Regions from separate parts of the Mus musculus genome. Here region 1 is linked to region 2. A link is a contact called in public promoter capture Hi-C data. All regions are on one chromosome and are shown on one strand. The core of a region is the stretch at or near the end of the contact, and the rest is flanking DNA. Distances in the headings are between cores, read along the strand shown. Region 1 has its middle 53 kb from the start of Hmgcll1. Region 2 holds the start of Bmp5 (bone morphogenetic protein 5).

Region 1 (3,447 bases), core at 853-3,352, 190 kb before region 2:
CCCATTGGTACAATATGGACACAAATATTATGGGGGTAATTAGCCAACCACTTTCTGATTTGGGATGAAGCCATCTCACAAGATAGAACTCACTGGAACTAAAAGACAAATTACTTGTATAAATAATAAACAGTATTAAAACTTTATAAAATAAGAGTTTATATTTTTTAAATAACCAAGTATTTTGATTTAACTGTATACTGCTTTGAAATAAATATACTTATCAACACACATAACACATATTATTTGACTATTTCTGTTGGCCCATAATCTGGGCAAGGATTAATTAAGCCTCTAGTGAATCATAAGATGCACTCTAACTACTGGCCAGGCTGTAGTCATCTTAAAATGACCATGACTAAGCATTTGTTTCAAGCTCAGTCACAGACATCTTGACCACCCTGAATTTGCTTAGCTTCTCTATTCACTAAGCTAATCTTCACTCTGTGGCATCTGCTTCTTATATCTCAGGAGGGAGAGGGGGACAGGGAAACAGCAAGAGATGGTGACAGAAACAGAGATTAGGACAAGTTAATACAAGAACATGAATGAGACAAATGGAAATATTTAAATCTCCAATAAAAATGTCCCGCTCTATATTTTTGAATACCAATACGACAGAGGTAGACCTGTATCTCAATAATATATGAAAACACTGAATTTGTTTTCAAGCAACATTTTTGCTGATTGGTATTTTAGAAGCTGACAAATATCTGTTTAAAAAGAACTTGAGGGGTATGCTTAGCAATCATATTAAACAACGTGATTTTAATACAAAGTCCTGTAGCTAAAGACATGCTAACCAGAACACACTCAGTTTCTTCTAAGGCCATTCCTTTCTATTTTAAACATTAATATTTCAGTAGAATTATAGCTTATTGGGGAATATTAGGTTTGGGGGAGAGGTTGGAGAGATGTCTCAGAAATTAAGAGCACTGGCTGCTCTTGCAGAGAACTGAGTACAGTTCATTAGTGCTCACATGTGGCTCATCCCCTCTGTAACTATAGTTCTGAGCATCTGACACTTCTGTTCCTCATTGGCTCGTACACACATGTGCATACATGCATATATTCAGGCACACATGTGAACACACACACAAATTAAATTTTAAAATATTAAAAACAAGCATTTTAGTTTGGTCTACATAGTGAGTTAAGACTAGCCAGCACTAAGAACAAGACCCTGCCTCAGAGAGAAGTGGGGAAGGGAGAGGGAGAGCAAGAGACTTGGGAGGAGATTCAGAAGCTGGGCCAAGTGTCTTGACAAGTTCCTAAGCACACTGTCTACCATTTTCCTGATACTATAACTTTGCAGGGACTTCCCAGGTATAGCATGGCTTCCCTCTTCCAAGGCCAGTCCAAATCTTTACTTTCATTTTTCCTGGGACATCCCTTTGGGTTTGCAATTAGAATTCAAACAATACTGTAAAGTCATTTGCCTCAAATCTCAGCATTGATGAAAAAAATACTTTCATGTTAACTGAACTAGTTATAAGAGGAATATATTTAGATCATTGTTTAAAATCCTCACTGTAACCTATCCTAAAATTTCTTAAAGTAAAATAGGTAAGATGTGCTATTAAATTAAAACGTTTGTTTTTCTGAGCTCTGTTACATTTTATTAAAAGACATAATAAATATGTAATAATGTAATATAATATATCTACTATGAAGTTGGGTAGATTGGAAAATTATTAGTCAGACTATTAACACCTACAGTAAGGACCATATATTGCCTCAACAATAGCTACATAAAACCCAGCTCTTTTGCCTAAAGCATACACTTCCAAGAATGAAATAACAGAAACAGGCTGAGCAAGGCATCTCTGGCTCATAACTTCTCTTCTCACAGATTTCGCCCCCTAGGAATACACTTTCATAAACCATTTTGCTTTGTTTGTTTAGTCGGTTGATTTGGTTCTGAATCAAGCACGGATGCAAGCTCCATGCTAAAAACCAAAAAGAACCACCATAGCCTAACCATGTCATAGTCTTACAAAGAGAACCAAAACTATTAGCAGACCTGTGCATGCCAACAGGATCATGTTTCAGGAATTAAAAGCTTGGGATACTCAGGAATCGGTTAACCTCTGAATGGAAAACCACACTCGAAGTGTCAGAGATCAGTAACTGTTCTTTGGAAAATACCCAGGGTAACTGTCAGGGTTGGTACTGTTCCTGTGCCCTTGAGCAAAAGCAATTACATTCTCTTTTCTCACTTCTTAGCATAGGGAAACAGTATGTAGTAAATAGTATGTAGTATTACATACTACATACGGCATGTTGAAACCTTATAAAGATTATAGTTTCAACTTTTTTATTATGAAAGAACAAGCCATAAATTATCGTTTACAGCAGGACTCATTTGTTTTACTTTAGTGTTGTGTAACTAACAGAGCATAAAGGCCTCACTCGGATTTTTTTTTTTCCAAAGCAATATAATTCAAATCACCTTCTCTGACCTATCATCTTAAAGGTTTGGTTTCTACATAAAGGAAATGAATCATTGTGCATGCCTAGCAGGCAGTTCAGAAAGCAGTACTATTCAAACATTTCCAAAGTCTTGAAAACATTTTCTGGACCTTGCTCTAGACATGACAGGAGACTGTTGTGTCCCCGCAACCATTTCTTCTTTAAAGCATTTTATGTGGAAGCCAAGAAATACTCCCAATTTTTTTCCAGAATTTTTTTCAAAAGTTTGAACTTTTCTACATTATGTAAAAAAAAAAAAAAACAAAACAAAAACCAAGGTCATTAAAGTCAGGAGCTGAGTTCCCATTAACCTTTGCCCTAAATTCTTAACTCTGAAGAGCGTTGTGCAGTGTGTTTTAAGATAAACTTAAAGGAGATCTAGGAGACATATCCCAGATTCTAATCAACTGTTAAGACCCTGAAGAAGCAGAATGAAGGAATGCCTTAAATGTAAAGCTGTTCAATTTTCTAATCATTTACCAAGAGCGAGAGGATTGCTAATCACTAAAGATGCATTCATTGTAAACAGCTACTATTTATCTCACTCAAAATCACAAACAACTTTGAAAAGTTTGGAAGATGAAATAGATATATTTCATTGACCAGCTTTACAGTGTTAACAAAACTAAGTGTAACTGAAATTTACCAAATGTCTCTTCTGTAGCAGGCTTTGTGCCCTCCACTGAGTCCCTTCAGTAATTTCTCAGACTTGGAGCTCCCAGCCTTATCTGCATTTCAAAGATAAGGAGCCTCCAGGTCACTAAGCTGGGTAAGAGAGGCAAAGCTACTTAGTGGCTGGCTGCAAGGGAAGAAAGCATGTGTTTCCACTTCAGAGTAAGTGTTGTGAAGTACAAACTGCATGATCTGTAGAGCTGGCTTCCTTCCCCAAGGCTTGCATCTTTAACCACTACACACTAAGGCTAAAATGACCTGGGCGGAAAGAATCGAGTTTGTCCTTCCTTGGTGGGAAGAAAG
Region 2 (3,294 bases), core at 510-3,009:
TTTCTAATATTTACCAGCTCATTTGATCTTGGCTAATTTCATTTAGAGATTTTTCCCCCCCTAGGTGAGAACTTTTAAGTAGCATATAAATATGTATTCACATGCTCTTTAAATCACTAACAAAAAAATTGGTTTGGAAAGTTAGTTTTATTTTCCCACACATAAACACTGGGTCCTTGCTTTTTTCATTTCTTTCTTTCTTTTTTTCCCCTTTTGCCCAAAGCACTGCTATCCTAATAATTTTCCCTTTTTACAGGATTGCCTTTTATGCACATCTTTAAATTAAATTTTAATAAGCTCTCAAAGGACCAAATTCTATCCAAATTGTGACTTTAATTTTAGTTTTCCATGTTAAAAAAAATATGTGACTCTGTAGCATAAAACAAAATCGTATATCTACATAGAAAATGAAACAGAAGCTATGAAGGGGAATTTTATAGAATGAATATATAAACATGGCCACCTACCAAGAGGCTACTTTAACATTAGAAAAACTTCCTCTTTATACTAACACAGATGAACAAATAAACGAATAACATACCTAAGTTGACAAAGCTCATGACCATGTCAGCATCATTCAGAAAGTTGGTATCATGTAGGCTGGCAAGAGGTGGGCTCTGGGTAGTCAGAGGAGTCCTTGGTGGTAAGTGCAGACGATGCGCATACCCATTGGGAGAGGCTGGGTATCCCTTTCTTGTCTCTTTGGCCTCTCCAGCCAGGGACACCCTCACCAAATACTCCGACTCCTCAGGGTTGTCTTCGCTAGCCATGGCATTGTAGAGATCCAGCATAAAGAGGGGGGCAGAAGATGCTTGTTTCCCTGGTGAAAAGGGCCTGGGTCTGTGAGGCAAACCCAAAATAGACAGAATTTCCCTCTGTATTTCCCGTCTCTCATGGTTCCGTAGCCTTCTATAAATAAAACTGGAGTGAACGTGATTGTCTCCCAAGCCTCCTTTTGCATAACCCACTTGAACCCAGCCGCTCCAGAGGAAGCCCACAATACCCCTAAGTAAAAATACAGTCCAATGCATTTTTGTGCAAAAGCAAAAGTCGATATTTTTAATCCTTCTTGTCCACTTGGAAAAAAAATAATAATCCAGGTTCCTTGGAAGTATACTTCACCAGGAGATGTAAAAACAAATTTACCTGTTCTTCATGACAGTGATATTTCTGAACACCGCGCCCTCAGTCCATCTTCTTCTCCTGCTTTAAATATTTTAGAACACGTCAAGAGTAGTTATTCCTTAGAAAGTTGAAATTCAGATTTCTAATTATCCACAGTTGTTAAGAACTTTTGAGAGGTTGATGTAGCAAAAGCTGGTTAAAATTATTTGATCAAATAACCTATGCATTCCTATGTGAATTTATGCTAATCAGGCCTTTGGTATTTGAACTGACGAAAGCTGGTCTTCTGATAGACTGTAGCTCCCAAGTTCTCTTCACTTGCTCTGACTTCTTCTCAACACTTGAACTCTTTCCAAAGCAAATCCTGAGGTCTGAATCACAGATCTACGCTGATCTGCACCTTGGTGTTGGAATTAGATTTGTCCGGCAGCCTAGTGATAACTTGAACATCTTTTGTATGGTCTTAGTGTAAAACAAGACCCAAGGTTATAGTGTTCAAGTAAATGTGTTTCCCTGAATTTACTTGCAATCCTCCCTGTAAATCCATTCAATCTCTTCCCCCCTTCTTACAGTTAATTCCACCTCCAGCAGGCACAAATATACCAGCCCTCTTCAAGAGAGATCTAAGGAGAAATGTAAGCACAGCCCTGCTGGGAAAGAAGAGGCTTCTCCTTGTAATTTGAAACTGGTAAAGCAAAAAGAAGTTAACCCTTTTGCTACCAGAAAAGCCTCCATTTTCGCAATTTTATGGCCATGCATGTAACAGACAACAGTGATCTATGGGGTGTACGCGTTCCAGGGAGGATAAAAGCCAGTTTTCAAGTAACAGGCTGAAAACGTTGCCACCCAGCCATACAGAAATGTTTTAGGCTTTTTGATGGAATGCATTTAATACACTTCTATATTAAGTCTCAGGTTGTAGCAAATTAACTTGGTATGACTCAGTGCCATACTTGAGATTATTTCTAGCTTTTGAAAGTCATTAAAATTTACTTCTTAAAAACTGAAAAGACAATTTTTAAAATTGGAATAAATTTATTGATTCTTAACGACAACTGGCTATTTTAAAGTAAGAAAAAGTAGACAATGAATTATTAGTAAATATATTCGATTCCAAAGAAAGAGCACTTGTAATTCAGGGATAAGAATTAGATAGCTCCAACTTAATTATCTGTAGAAAAGATTTAAGCAGAAATAATATTTATTTCTGACTATATCAATAGTTGAAATAGAAATATCTCATTTATAGTATTATCTTCCTTAACTTTTACTCCATCACCACCGAAATGTAGTCATGCTTACTACAAGATATTTATTACTAAGTGCACTCAGTACTTTGATTTGTTTTAAGTTGTACAAATAAACACCAGTTTGTTTGCTAAAGATCAGGTACCCTGCGTGACTACACACAAATTGGAAGTGGAATTTCTGAATTTTGATGGGTAGAATAGAGAAAGTGTGCACCTTTCTAAAATGCCATACCTAATCTGAGGAAATGAGCGAAGTATGTGTTTATCCTTAATGGTTAATGCCTTTAAAATTTGGAAGTCTGCAATGTTTCTCTGCCTGCTATAATTTTCCTCTCAGGCACGCATTTAACCTTAGCATTTACAGTGCTTTCATTGTCTGGGACAGCATTCCGATAGCAAGGTAAATTTATCCAGTGAATTCTAGAACTGTGGTGAAATTCTAATGTTTTATTTTTCTTTTCCGAGAGGTGTCTCATTCCTTGTTTAATTTCTTTTAACGTATTTCCTCTGAGTGAATGAAACAGTCATATTTCTCATGGTCTTCAGTTCATCAGTGAATGCAAGACACTGAGGGGGCTTCCGGTTCTGGAGGGATACGTCATTTCTCTTGTACAGATCACTAGGAAAACTTGAGAGTGCAGTTGAATGTTTTCCCTCACTGAAAATTCTGCATCATTACAGGATGCCACTGCAGTCAGAACAGCAGCTCAGAGACTACACTCAGGGAGCATTGTTGTAAAAGAGATATCACAAGGAAGAGCAGCCATGAAGATTTTCAGGGACCAGATACCACTGCAATAAGCAGAAGTTTGAACTTCTAACATCCCTGAGATTTTTTTTACTTAGCATCCAAACCAAACACCAAATTTTGGTCATCAGTACAGATTCAGATCGATTACTCTTTTGTGTTTATAAAATA

Evidence for each region. Promoter capture Hi-C pulls out the DNA fragments that hold promoters and counts their contacts.
Region 1: a promoter capture Hi-C map of second pharyngeal arch cranial neural crest shows a contact between it and region 2, with 2.6 times the contacts expected there. The contact joins the enhancer-like site here to the promoter of Bmp5 in region 2. A contact is called at or near these places in 7 of 39 promoter capture datasets (the 3T3-L1 cell line, 3T3-L1-derived adipocytes, the C10 cell line and 3 more), 1 of 484 Hi-C or Micro-C datasets (uterus) and 2 of 9 other capture datasets (adipose tissue and liver).

What each region holds. Positions count from the first base shown.
Region 1 is chr9:75,959,791-75,963,237 of GRCm38.p6, reverse strand. No RefSeq gene overlaps it. Among named protein-coding and RNA genes, the nearest start is that of Hmgcll1, 53 kb to the left of the region's middle. Within about 2 kb of position 2,102, at least 37 of the 459 cell types and tissues checked have an H3K27ac peak or open chromatin away from gene starts, as enhancers often do. A contact at or near this core is called in second pharyngeal arch cranial neural crest, where this site is marked.
Region 2 is chr9:75,773,830-75,777,123 of GRCm38.p6, reverse strand. Bmp5 (bone morphogenetic protein 5) reads right to left here and starts at 1,759. Exons shown (of 7, transcript NM_007555.4): 1 at 542-1,759. The coding sequence starts at 1,031.